2 separate regions of the Macaca mulatta genome follow, and region 2 is linked to region 1. The links are chromatin contacts, called in public Hi-C maps. All regions are on one chromosome and are shown on one strand. The core of a region is the stretch at or near the end of the contact, and the rest is flanking DNA. Distances in the headings are between cores, read along the strand shown. Region 1 holds the start of SKA2 (spindle and kinetochore associated complex subunit 2). Region 2 holds the start of TRIM37 (tripartite motif containing 37).

The links. A called contact is a pair of places that touch in the nucleus more often than the background predicts.
Region 2: a contact with region 1 is called in a Hi-C map of cortical neurons, with 3 times the contacts expected there. The contact joins the promoter of TRIM37 here to the promoter of SKA2 in region 1. A contact is called at or near these places in 3 of 14 Hi-C or Micro-C datasets (cortical neurons, fetal cortex germinal zone and fetal cortical plate).

The regions. Positions count from the first base shown.
Region 1 is chr16:50,825,314-50,831,126 of T2T-MMU8v2.0, reverse strand. It overlaps SKA2 (spindle and kinetochore associated complex subunit 2), which reads right to left and starts at 1,710. Exons shown (of 4, transcript NM_001266054.1): 1 at 1,595-1,710. The coding sequence starts at 1,627. All of the region lies in intron 2 of PRR11 (proline rich 11), which reads left to right.
Region 2 is chr16:50,870,751-50,876,949 of T2T-MMU8v2.0, reverse strand. It overlaps TRIM37 (tripartite motif containing 37), which reads right to left and starts at 1,916. Exons shown (of 24, transcript NM_001258090.1): 1 at 1,618-1,916. The coding sequence starts at 1,638. It overlaps PRR11 (proline rich 11), which reads left to right and starts at 2,136. Exons shown (of 11, transcript XM_077970906.1): 1 at 2,136-2,499; 2 at 2,590-2,777. SKA2 (spindle and kinetochore associated complex subunit 2) reads right to left here. Exons shown (of 4, transcript NM_001266054.1): 4 at 5,968-6,199.

The DNA of each region.
Region 1 (5,813 bases), core at 461-2,960:
GAACATCAGAAGAAAATAAGATATATCAAGTCCTGTTTTTCTGGAGTGGGAATGGGGGGTGGGTGGTTTCTTCCAGGATCACCACCCATCCTTTCCAAGGAAGAAGTTAGAGGCCCAAGATTCAGCTTGGAGAAAGCAGGGCAGGCACAAATACCTAAGCCCTAATGCCAGGGAATGGCGTGGGAAGGAAGGACGGATTACAAACGAATAAATAAGTTTTTTACTTTTTTTAAACTTAATTTTTTTTTTTTGAGACGGAGTCTTACTCTGTCGCCAGGCCAGAGTACAGTGACGCGATCTCGGCTCAATGCAACCTCCGTCTCCCAGGTTGAAGCGATCCTCCTGCCTCAGCCTCCCGAGTAGCTGGGACTACAGGCGCGTGCCACCACACCTAGCTAATTTTTGTATTTTTAGTATAGACGGAGTTTCACCATGTTGGCCAGGAGAGTCTCGATCTCTTGACCTCATGATCCTCCCGCCTCGGCTTCCCAAAGTGCTGGGATTAGAGGCATGAGCCACTGCGCCCGGCCAATCTTATTTAACAGACAAGCAAACAAACAAAAAAAAACAGGAGCTCAGTGGCAGGCGCTTCCTCCAAAGTCCAGGTTTTTAAGGAAAGCAGCCCAACCTGGAAAAAAAAAGAAAAAAGAAAAAAAAAAAAAGATAATGCTGGACGAAAAGGGCTGAAGACATAACAAGGGAACGAAGAGGAAAAAAGCGCGGGCGATCAAGCTGGTAATCTAAGAATGGGAGGGAGGGAATAAAGAGAACAAGTGAAGGACGGATCCTTAAAGAAAACTAGGACAGCCCCTCAGCTGGGCGCCCCCGAGCAGGCCAAATACGCCAGCAACAACGGGAGTACTTTGCGGTTCTTCGCACCCATTCTCTACTTTCACAGATGAATGAAAGTGCACAACTCAAGAGCAGGATGCCTTTCCTGTCTCAATCCCGCCCGCGCTCCAGGAGAGGAGCTCGCGGTTCCGATCCCCTTCGCTCACACCTCTTCCCTCACCCAAGGTTTGCCACCCCCGGACCAAACAGAAATGGGTCTAGATGCTTCCTTGGCCGTTAGGAAGTTGTGCATACAAGTCTAGGATCCTTTCTCAGACTTTCTCGGCCCGCCTTTTAAAACGTGGGCGGGTCGGCCCTACAGGGATTTCTCCTCGCCCCCGTCGGTTTATTCCCCACCCCACCCTCCGTTCCCCTTTCTTGGAGTGTAAACCACCCCTCCCTTCTTGGGACGCTTAGGGACCGTTCCATTCACATCTTTTTTGGTACAAACACAGAATGCGGTATGCACCGGGCGCAGTTCCGTAAGGGGTGTAAAGGTGAGGGCAAGGAACAAGGAATTCCAAAGGCCCCGCACCCTCAGCATCTCCCGCCATTTCCCTGACGAGTTTCCCGGATGTAACCCCTTCCCCGCAGCGGTTTAGACACCAGACGGTGGCGGCTCCCTTTGGTGCAGGAGGAGGGAACTCGACTCTGGTCCAGCCTCCGCCGCCCGGAGTTTCCGGCGACTCCAAATTGTGCCCCACCTTCGAGGCCGTGGGGGAAAAATAAACTACACAGTAGATCTCCTTCACTTTGCACTCACCATCAGTTCCAGCTTATCGACCTCCGCCTCCATGTTGAATAGTTGACATTCCTCAGACCGCGGCGGCGCTTAAGCCGCAAGCCGTACTAGCACGGAGGGCCTCCATTGGACAGCTGTCACTCAACGTCTCGCACCCATTGGTTCCTCCGTTCCACCGGCTCCCGCCCATCGGAGACTGGGTAACGCCCCTCTGCATGAGACACATTTTCCTGTTGGGCAAAGACACAAAACGCCGCAGGAGGATTGGCTGCTGTGCACATTTTTTTTTCCATTGGCTGCCCCCTGCTCTCTACTTTCAATTTTATAGTTAGGGCTCTGCAGAGAAGAGCTTGAGATTGGTGCAATCGGAAGAAGAGCCAACCAATCACACCAGAGCTTCCACCGACGGCAGAGGGGACGTAACACACCTTCTTTCCGCTCCTGCTTTCCTTCCCCTTCTCTCCCGCCTTCCCCTTATTCATACCAGAAGCGCCTCAGCTCTGATTGGCTGGAGCTCTGTCTATCTCAGCCAATCACAAGCCGGGCTGTGCTCCTACGCTATGTAAAGAGCGAATCGTGCAGAGACCGTGTCTACGATTGGTCTCTCCTTGACAAGGATTTAATTTTGAATTTTTCTTTATGGCGTGAGAGAGGCCACAGCCCGGACTCCATCGACTGCCCCGGCTCTTAGACTAGTAAGTGCTGGAACGATTATGTCTTTGTTATCTGAGTTCGCGTCTTGAGTAGCTGGGCTTGTTGCTGCTTGTGTGTTTTTATGGTTTTGAGGAGGGGGAGACCTTGGCTGGACACGAAGGGGAAATGGAAAAGGGAAGGGTAGATTTGGGGCTGGGGAAGAAGTGCTCGCCTGGCTTCATCTTAACCATACATCTGTTTAATTAACACTTCGCAAGATATGTTTTGGAGCAAAGCATATGCCTTCCTTTTGAATATTTCTTTACATATTTGCTGCTCAATGTAAGTCCACAGATCAGCGGCATCCGCATCTCTTGGTTGCTTGTTACAAACGCAAGTTATCGGGCTCCAGCCAAATTTACTAAATCAGAATATACATTTTAACAAGATTTCCCTCAGTGATTTCTATGCACATTAAAGTTTAAGTTGGTACATTTCTTGACTGGGAATATTACTATGTTACTTGATATTGTCTGGCATTCTGTTAGAGTGTTCATTTTAAATGTGTGTCCTGTTTACTGAGTGCCTAATGCTGTGTGGGATGAGACTTTAGGGAACTGCAGTCTCTTTGGAGAAACAAGACAGGAACAAAAAAAGCAATGCTTAAAAAAAAAAAAAAAAAAAAACAGAAAACAAAACAAAACAAACAAAAACAGCATAAAACATAAAATTTTTAAAAAGCAAGTACCCAGAAATAGTGCTATGGGTGTTCAAGAAGAATCAGTTGAACTGGTAATGGAAATTAAGTAATTGAAGGCTATGTGTGGAGGAGCGCAAGAGACCTCCATAAAAATGTGTTTTAGGAAGATGGCAATGAAATGCAACAGCCACTTCCGTTGCTGCCACAGCTTTGAAAGTACCCCAGAACAAAGAACTTTTCTTTCTTTTTTTTTTTTTCTTTTTTTGTAACGAAGTCTCACTCTGTGGCCTAGGCTGGAGTGCAGTGGCGCAATCTCGGCCCACTGTAACCTCCGCCTCCCGGGTCCAAGCGATTCTCCTGCCTCAGCCTCCCAAGTAGCTGGGACTACAGGCGCCCGCCACCACGCCTGGCTAATTTTTGTATTTTTAGTAGAGACGGGGTTTCACCCTGTTGGCCAGGATGGTCTCGATTTCCTGAGCCACCACGCCCGGCCGCAAACAACTTTTCATATCATTGGGAGGAGTTGTAACAGAAGCAGCAGCGCCAACTCCTGCAAAAGACTGTAATTCTTACTGTATTATTTACTGCATCTTCCTATTGGAAAATAGCTTTAGACCCATCTTTTAGCCATATGAAGATGTGGTATGATATGAAGAAATAAAAACCTCCCTAACCAAGAGAATTTGACAATATTAGAACATATTCCTTAACTAAAATAACACTTGCTAACTAACACTTAGCAGGAATGCTTCTTTTCATTCTTTATTGAATGAAACATTATTTAGCTCCTGCTGTATTCAAGATGCTGGGATAACAGTCCAGCAGGATGAAAAACATACAAGCAAAAATTACAATGAAATGTAATACATTTTATAATAAAGGTGTGTATAAAGTGCTATAGAAGTGCAAAAGAGATGACATTTCAGCCAGTATAAATTCTGTAAGGTGGCTGGGCACGGTGCCTCACACCTGTAATCCCAGCACTCTGGGAGGACAAAGCGGGCGGATCACTTGAGGTAAGGAGTTCAAGACCAGCCTGGCCAATATGGCAAAATCGCATGTCTACTAAAAATACAAAACTTAGCCAGGTGTGGTGGCACGCCCCTGTAATCCCAGCTACTCAAGAGGCTGAGGCAGGATAATCGCTTGAACCAGGAGGCGGAGGTGGCATTGACCCGAGATCAAGCTACTGCATTCCAGCCCAGGTGATAGAGCAAGACTCTATCCCAAAAAAAAAAAAAAAAAAAAAATCCAGAAGGACAAAGATTATGTTGGTATTGTTCAGGATTGTATGCCAGCACCTAGCATAGTACTTGGTGGATTATAAGCACTCAACTAGTATCTATAAGATAAAGTAACAGAATCTTGAAGGATAGGTATAAGTTGACTTGGAGGAGGATACTCCAAACAGAAGGAAAGGCTGATAGAAAGAAACAGAAAGTATTTGGTGTTTAGTATACCTGGAAGTACTAACCGCTAGTCACTAGAAGAGATGAAGGCTCTAATGGCAGAGGGCTATTACAGGTAAGTTGTGAAAAGCTTTGAAAGGCGTGCTAAGGAATTTAATTTTGTGAGTAAAGGAACCTTCAAATACTTTTAAGCAAGGGAATATCTAGATCTCATTTCGTTTTAAAGTATCAGCTCTGGTAACAATGTGGAAAATGAACTGGCAAGGAGAAAGACTGAAGGCAGGAGAATCATTGAAGGAACACTCAGACAAACCCAAACTAAGGCACATTCTCCAAAACGACTGACTTGGACTCTTCAAAATTATAAATATGAAGAAGCAAATACATAAATAAAAAAAGCTGGAGAATTGTTATGAATTAAAGGGGACTAAAGAGATACTAGATACTACAGCTAAATGTGTTGTGGAACCACGGTGGGAGAATCTATAAGGGATAATGAGACAACTGGGGCAATCCTAATATGGGCTGTTCATTAGATCATATCATAACAAGGTTAAATTTCCTGACTGTGATTGTGGTTTTGTCAGAAAATTTCCATGTTTATATTAGAAAACAAAAGCTAAAGTATCTAAGAGTAAAGTATCATGATGTCTGCAACTAAATCTATTCAATCAAAACCTTAAAAAATTTATATATGTATATATCTGTACATACATACAGAAAGAGTGTGTGTACAAAGACGGCAATTGACAATTGGTAAATCTAGGTGAATTGTATATGAGTGCTTATTATACTATTGTAAATTTTTTATTTCCTGAAAGCTTGAAATTTTTCTAAGTAAAAACAGTAAAGGAGGCCGGGCGCAGTGGCTCAAGCCTGTAATCCCAGCACTTTGGGAGGCCGAGGCGGGTGGATCACGAGGTCAGGAGATCGAGACCATCCTGGCTAACATGGTGAAACCCCGTCTCTACTAAAAATACAAAAAACTAGCTGGGCGTGGTGGCGGGCGCCTGTAGTCCCAGCTACTCGGAGGCTGAGGCGGGAGAATGGCGTGAACCCGGGAGGTAGAGCTTGCAGTGAGCCGAGATCGCGCCACTGCACTCCAGCCTGGGCGACAGAGCGAGACTCCGTCTCAAAAAAAAAAAAAAAAAAAACAGTAAAGGAAAATAGACAATAGTGAAAGACAAAAATGGTGAAGGCAACTGAAGTTAGAGGACAGAAAGGAGGGGGATGGTAAGGAGAAGAGACAGGGTAAATTAATCAGAGAAATATCTCTGATTCATACTCACATTGGCCCACACCCAGGTGTGGCGTGCACCCAGCGTAGTGGCATGATCTTGGCTTACTGCAACCTCCACCTCCTAGGTTCAAGTGATTCTTCTGCCTCAGCCTCCGGAGTAGCTGGGATTATGGCACACTCCACCACGCCTGGCTAATTTTTGTATTTTCGGTAGAGTCAGGGTTTCACCCTGTTGGTCAGGCTCGTCTCAAACTCCTG
Region 2 (6,199 bases), core at 667-3,166, 46 kb before region 1:
TTCATGACTGTAATCCCAGCACTTTGGAAGGCTGAGGCAGGTGGATCACTTGAGGTCGGGAGTTCGAAACCAGCCTGGCCAAAATGGTGAAATCCCGTCTCTACTGAAAATACAAAAATTAGCCAGGCGTGGTGGTGTGCGCCTGTAATCCCAGCTACTCAGGAGGCTGAGGCAGGAGAATCGCTTGAACCTGTGAGGCGGAGGTTGCATTGAGCCGAGAGGGTGCCACTGCACTCCAGACTGGGTGACAGAGTGAGACTCTGTCTCAAAAAAAAAAAAAAGGAAAAAAGGCAGACTATATGACTGAATACACATGAACTTTTTAACTTTTTCTGCAATTTCCCCAAAAGGTATAAGCTGATTTTATAATTTAGAGGAAAAAGAAGTTTAAAAAGACACTTATCCTAAAGGCAGTGTACTGTGACCCAGAAAAAAATGAATTAAGAATCCAGAAATCTGAATTGCTGCCCTGATGTTAAAACCGACTAGCTACTTATTTGAACCTGAGATTCTGCCCCAAATGAAAATGCTGACGGTAGTTCAAAGCAATCTTGGGAACAACAACAACAAAAATATGTAAATACAAGAAACAGTATTATCTTTGCAAGTCTCAGTTTAATCAATTTAGGAAGTAACTGAAAAGTTTTTAACAAGAAAAAAGATACAATTAAACGTACTGTTATTGTATTGTATACTTTGTTTTTATAGTACTGACATTTACTTTCACTCCATTCTAGAATTAAACCCTCCTAAAACCAAGATAAGTTTACAAAACCTTTATAATACTTTACATGAGGAATTAAGGAGAAAATTACTCATGAATCTCATCATGACTCTGTAGGGCCAGAAAGAACCTGGGAGATGCAGATTCTGTAACCTGCAACGGGGTGGACAACAAGACTACAGAATGACTAGTTTCAAGTGGAATATCCATAACACAGTTACCTCTTACTAAAAAGCAAGGATTTCCTAGTTCAGTATCTGAAAGGTTCAAAATTTGATAATGATTATACAATTAAGTTCAATAAACAATCTTTTAAAAAATATTCCTAGCCTTTACTTACATATCCTACATATCCCAACTATTTTAACTCACAGCTTACAAGAATCAGTTATAAAAAGAACAGTTTGTTCTGGAAACTACACATGAGATAATATATACTGATTCAATCTAGGAAGGAAAGGCAGAAGCTTGCAAAATGTGCCACTGAGAGGGAAAGATGATTATCCATTTGGAAGGAGATTTAGATCAGCTCAAGAACTCTTAAGGTCTGGTGGCGAGTGGCAGGGTACGTCCATTTGATGAATCTGCAGTTTTGCTCGGAACAGGATGCAGTTTGTAAATACCCGGTGGGGAAGAGTACCTGTGCCAAGACATCCTTGAAAACTCCAGGATACGCACCACCTGACTGCGGAACAGTGAGCACAAGACACCCGGAGCGCTGCAGAATGAGAACGGCGTCCTTGGTACAGGGCCAGCCCTCTCCACAGCGGCAGGGGTGTAGGGTGTGGGGTAGGGGTGCCCTACCGGAGGGAGGACATGGGCACGGCTCCCCGAATAAAAACCGCTCATCGGGTGGGGGCGGGGACTAACCACCACCCTCACAACCCCCTCACCTCCACGCTCTGTTCATCCATTGCCTCCGGCTCTCGGCGAGGCCGTTGGCGACCCGCGGGCTCCGTAGTCTGACCTCAGGCGCCGGCCTGAGGTCGCCAGATCAAATCACCTAGAGAAGCCCGGCGCCCACGTCAGGGGGCTCCGACAACAGCCCCACCTGCGTGCCCCATCGCTTCAGGTCCAGCGCCGACTACCCCCATTTCGCCATTTTTACCGGCGCGCCCGCCCCGGGGCGCAGAGGTAGGGCGAGCAGTGGCCGCGGCTCCTTTCTCCGGGCTCACCCGCCGGCCAGCAGCCGCGAGGGAAATCTCGGCCCACGTGACGCGGGCGCGCGCGTATGGAACCGCCGCTGGAGTTCGGCAAAGAAGGCGCCGCAGAGAATTCGCAAACACCAACTGTAACCAGGACAGCTGGGGGCGCGGCGGCGAGAGAAGGCGCGAAGCGCATGCGCGCAGGACGCTGCGGGAGGAGAAAGGAGGGGAGAAGCGTGAAAGGTTCGCCTAGTTCCCGCGTTGCGGGGCGCACACGAGACTTGGCGACTCGCTGCCTCAGGGTTGCGTGCCTCCGGCCCCAGCCTGCGTAGGCGGTCTGAGCGTGGGGCTCCGCTACGCCCCGCCCACCTCGGCGGAGGGCGGGGACCCACGGCTCTCAAACTTGCGCGCCAAAGACGGAGCCACCTGGCGCGCTAGTGGAAAGCGGTCTTCGGAGCCACACCCTTAGGTATTCGGACTCTGAGATTTTTAGGGTGGGGCCCAGGCCATCCACGTTTTCACCCAACATTGTGTGTGATTCGGTAGCAGGTGGCCTGTGGCCCGCACTTTGAGAAACCCTGGTGCACAGGGTTAGTGGTTAGTGGTTCTCTCTGGAAGAAAGAGTCTAAGGTTTGTAGGACTTGGGTTCCACCTACCAAAGCAAATTGAGTTAGAAGGCTCCAGACTGTGAAGCCTGAAGAGGTGTCATTTCTCATTCAGGTGCTGAGTGGACGGGACCACACACTGTGAAGACTTCATTCCCACATCCCACACTTCATTCTTGCCGCATAAGTTGTCGCAGTGGGACTATTGAAAGGGTATCAGCGATATTCATCTTTCCTATAAATGGGATCTGCTTTCTACAATTTCTTGCCAGAAGAGATGTGTAAAGATTGCAAGAATTGAAGGTGTGTGAGACAAAGAGGGCACATCAAATTCATAATTTGAGTTTAATTTTTCCTGTATTTATTGCAAACAACTAATTATACTTAATCGACCTGGAGTGCACATGTAGAGAATCACTAATAATCTAGAAACAAGTTCTTGAATATCAGGCATTTAGGCTTATAGGTGGTGGGTAGCAACAATTTATTTTAACTACGTGGGTCATGAACAAGATATAATTTAGAAAGATTAATCTGAGACTGAAAAATGCTTTCAGTAAGAATTATTTGTGGTCTTTGAACTACATGGAGCTGATGGTTGTATAACGCTATTTTTACGAAAATGCCCTCAGTTGTACATTTTTAAATGGTTGATGGTTAATTTTATGTTATGACAATTTTACTTAAAATAATTATAGAATGCAGTGCTAGGCCGGGCGTGGTGGCTCATGCCTGTAATCCCAGCACTTTGGGAGGCCAAGGCGGGCGGATCACCTGAGGTCGGGAGTTCAAGACCAGCCTGACCAACATGGAGAAACCCCGTCTCTACTAAAAATACAAAATTAGCCGAGTGTGGTGGCGCATGCCTGTAATCCCAGCTACTAGAGAGGCTGAGGCAGGAGAATCGCTTGAACCTGGGAGGCGGAGGTTGCGATGAGCTGAGATGGCGCCATTGAACTCCAGCCTGGGCAACAAGAGTGAAACTCCGTCTCAAAAAAAAAAAAAAAAAAAAGAATGCAGTGCTGTACTTAGGATTCAGAGTAATGAGAAGTGAGTGGGCCTTGCTCTCAAGGCGCAGTGTAGAAGACAAATAAGACAAATTGCAATACTTATATGGTAAATAGTAAGATAGATTCTTGTATGTTTGCCGAAGAATCCAAAAATGTTGAAGGACTTACTGCACTAGTTCATAATATCGAACAGTTAGAAACCTGTACAACTGATTGCAAGCAAAAAGGATAACTTGAGCAAAATAAATAATTTAGTTGGCAAGATGCTAAACTCACATGGATTGCCAAGCCCTGGGGTTTGGGAGCCAATGGTCTGCTCCATCAGAATCTCTTAAAGGCTGACCTTGCTGCCCTCCCCACAAGAAAAATCTCCTAACTTCATATATATCCCTAAATAACTTAATGTTTTACAACTTGTTATATTATTTGTATAACTTGCTGTTATAGAGTTTAAATGTCTATCAATAAGGAACTGATAAAAATTATATATTTAGCTGGGGGCATGGTGGTGCACACCTATGGTCCCAGCTACTCTGGAGGCTGAGATGGAAGAACCACTTGAGCCCAGGAGTTTTGAGGCTGCAGTGATCCAAGATCACACCACTGCAGTATGACCTGGGCAACAGAGCCAGATCCTGTCTAAAAAAAAAAAAAAAAAAAAAAGGTATGGTATAGCCATATAATAGATTACAGCTATTAAAAAGAAGGGTGGATATGTGACGTAACAAAAATATATTAGAATTGAAGACCGGGCGCAGTGGCTCACGTATCCCAGGACTTTGGGAAGCTGAGGCTGGCAGATCTCTTGAGCTCAGGAGTTGGAGACCAGCCTGGGCAACATGATGAAACCCAGTCTCTACAAAATATACAAAAATTAGCAGGGGTTGTTGGCATGTACCTGTGGTCCCAGCTACTTGGCAGGCTGAGGCCGAAGGATTGCTTGAGCCCTAGAGGCTACAGTGAGCCATGATAGCGTCACTGCACTATAGCGTGGGTGACAGAGTGAGACACTGTCTCAAATAAAATAATGAAATGAAAAAAAATTAAGTACAGCAGCAGTACAAGGCACAGTATCAACCTACTTTTGTTGAAAAAATTTTTTTAAATTTGTATACATGTAGAAATGCCTGAAGAAATTATTTGCAGATTACCTCCAGAGAATTTACATGCCTGTTTGTTGTTGTTGTTGTTTTTTGGGGGTTTTTTTTGAGACAGAGTCTCACTCTGTCACCAAGCCAGCGTACAATGGTGCGATCTCAGCTCACTGCAACCTCCACCTCCCGGGTTCAAGTGATTCCCCTGCCTCAGCCTCCCAAGTAGCTGGGACTACAGGCACATGCCACCACGCCCAGCTAATTTTTGTATTTTTAGTAGCGACGGGGTTTCACCATGTTGGCCAGGATGGTCTCGATCTCTTGACCTTGTGATCCTCCCGCCTCGACCTCCCAAAGTGCTGGGGTTACAGGCGTGAACCACCACACCCGGCCATCCCTGTGATTTTTAAATTCTTAAACATGTATTATTTATAACTTAAGACATAAAAACACTATAGTCACATAGGATAAAACAATTATAATCCAGATGAGAAACAAAAGATCTAAATTAAGGAGGTGTGAAGATAATGTGGAGGTTGTATACTATGACCATTTTAGAGAGAGAATTGTAGGTTTTATTGACTAAGAAGATAAAGGGATGCAAATTAGTTATACAGATTTTAATTCCAAACAACAGAATAGTGGCTATTAACAGTAAAATCAGTAAGTATTCTGGACATGTTTAATTTCAATATTCAGGTAGGGGATTTTATTGGAAATATGGATCTAGAGCTAGAGGAAGAAGTTGTATTTAGGAGTCATCCACAAAGAGGCTTGAAAAACAAATGAAAATGTATTGAGAAGTGCATAGAGAACAATGTTAAGGGGGCTGTGGGGGGAAAATAACATTTGGAAGATAACTGAAGGAAATCATAGAGGAAAAATAGTACAATCTAATTTTTCTCCCTAACTGAAAGCAAAACCACTTTTAATACTATTATAATAAGAATTTATTATGATCTCTCCATGATACTACCATTTTTTCAATCCCAACAATCATTATCACATCCCAGAGCCATCTCATGACAAGAACTTTCTAAATACTAATTGCCTGAACACTGAAGAAAATTAATATCTGATACTAAGGTGTAACTTACTTCTCTGTAATTAAAAAAAAGCGGCTGGGCATGGTAGCTTACGCCTGTAATCCCAGCACTTTGCGAGGCTGAGGTGGGTGAATCACCATCAGGAGTTCAAGACGAGCCTGGCCAAGATGGTGAAAACCCATCTGTACTAAAAATACAAAAAATTAGCCAGGCATGGTGGCAGGCACCTGTAATTCCAGCTACTCGGGAGGGTGGGGCAGAGAACTGCTTGAACCTGGGAGGCGGAGGTTGCATTGAACTAAGAGCGTACCACTGCACTCCAGCCTGAGCGACAGAGTGAGACTCCGTCTCAAAAAAAAAAAAAAAAAAAAAAGGAAGCTTTCTGTTCTTGAAATACTCAAACTAGACAAGACAATTTTAAGTGAAGCTGTTCTCACAACCCTGTTTTTCAGTTATTGTAAGTTTGTTAATGGACAAACATGCTCATAACTGAAATTTTAAAATTATGTAAAAGTATAATTCTATAACCTGCAGAGAACTAACATTTGATACATTTTTCCTAGTCCTTTCAATGC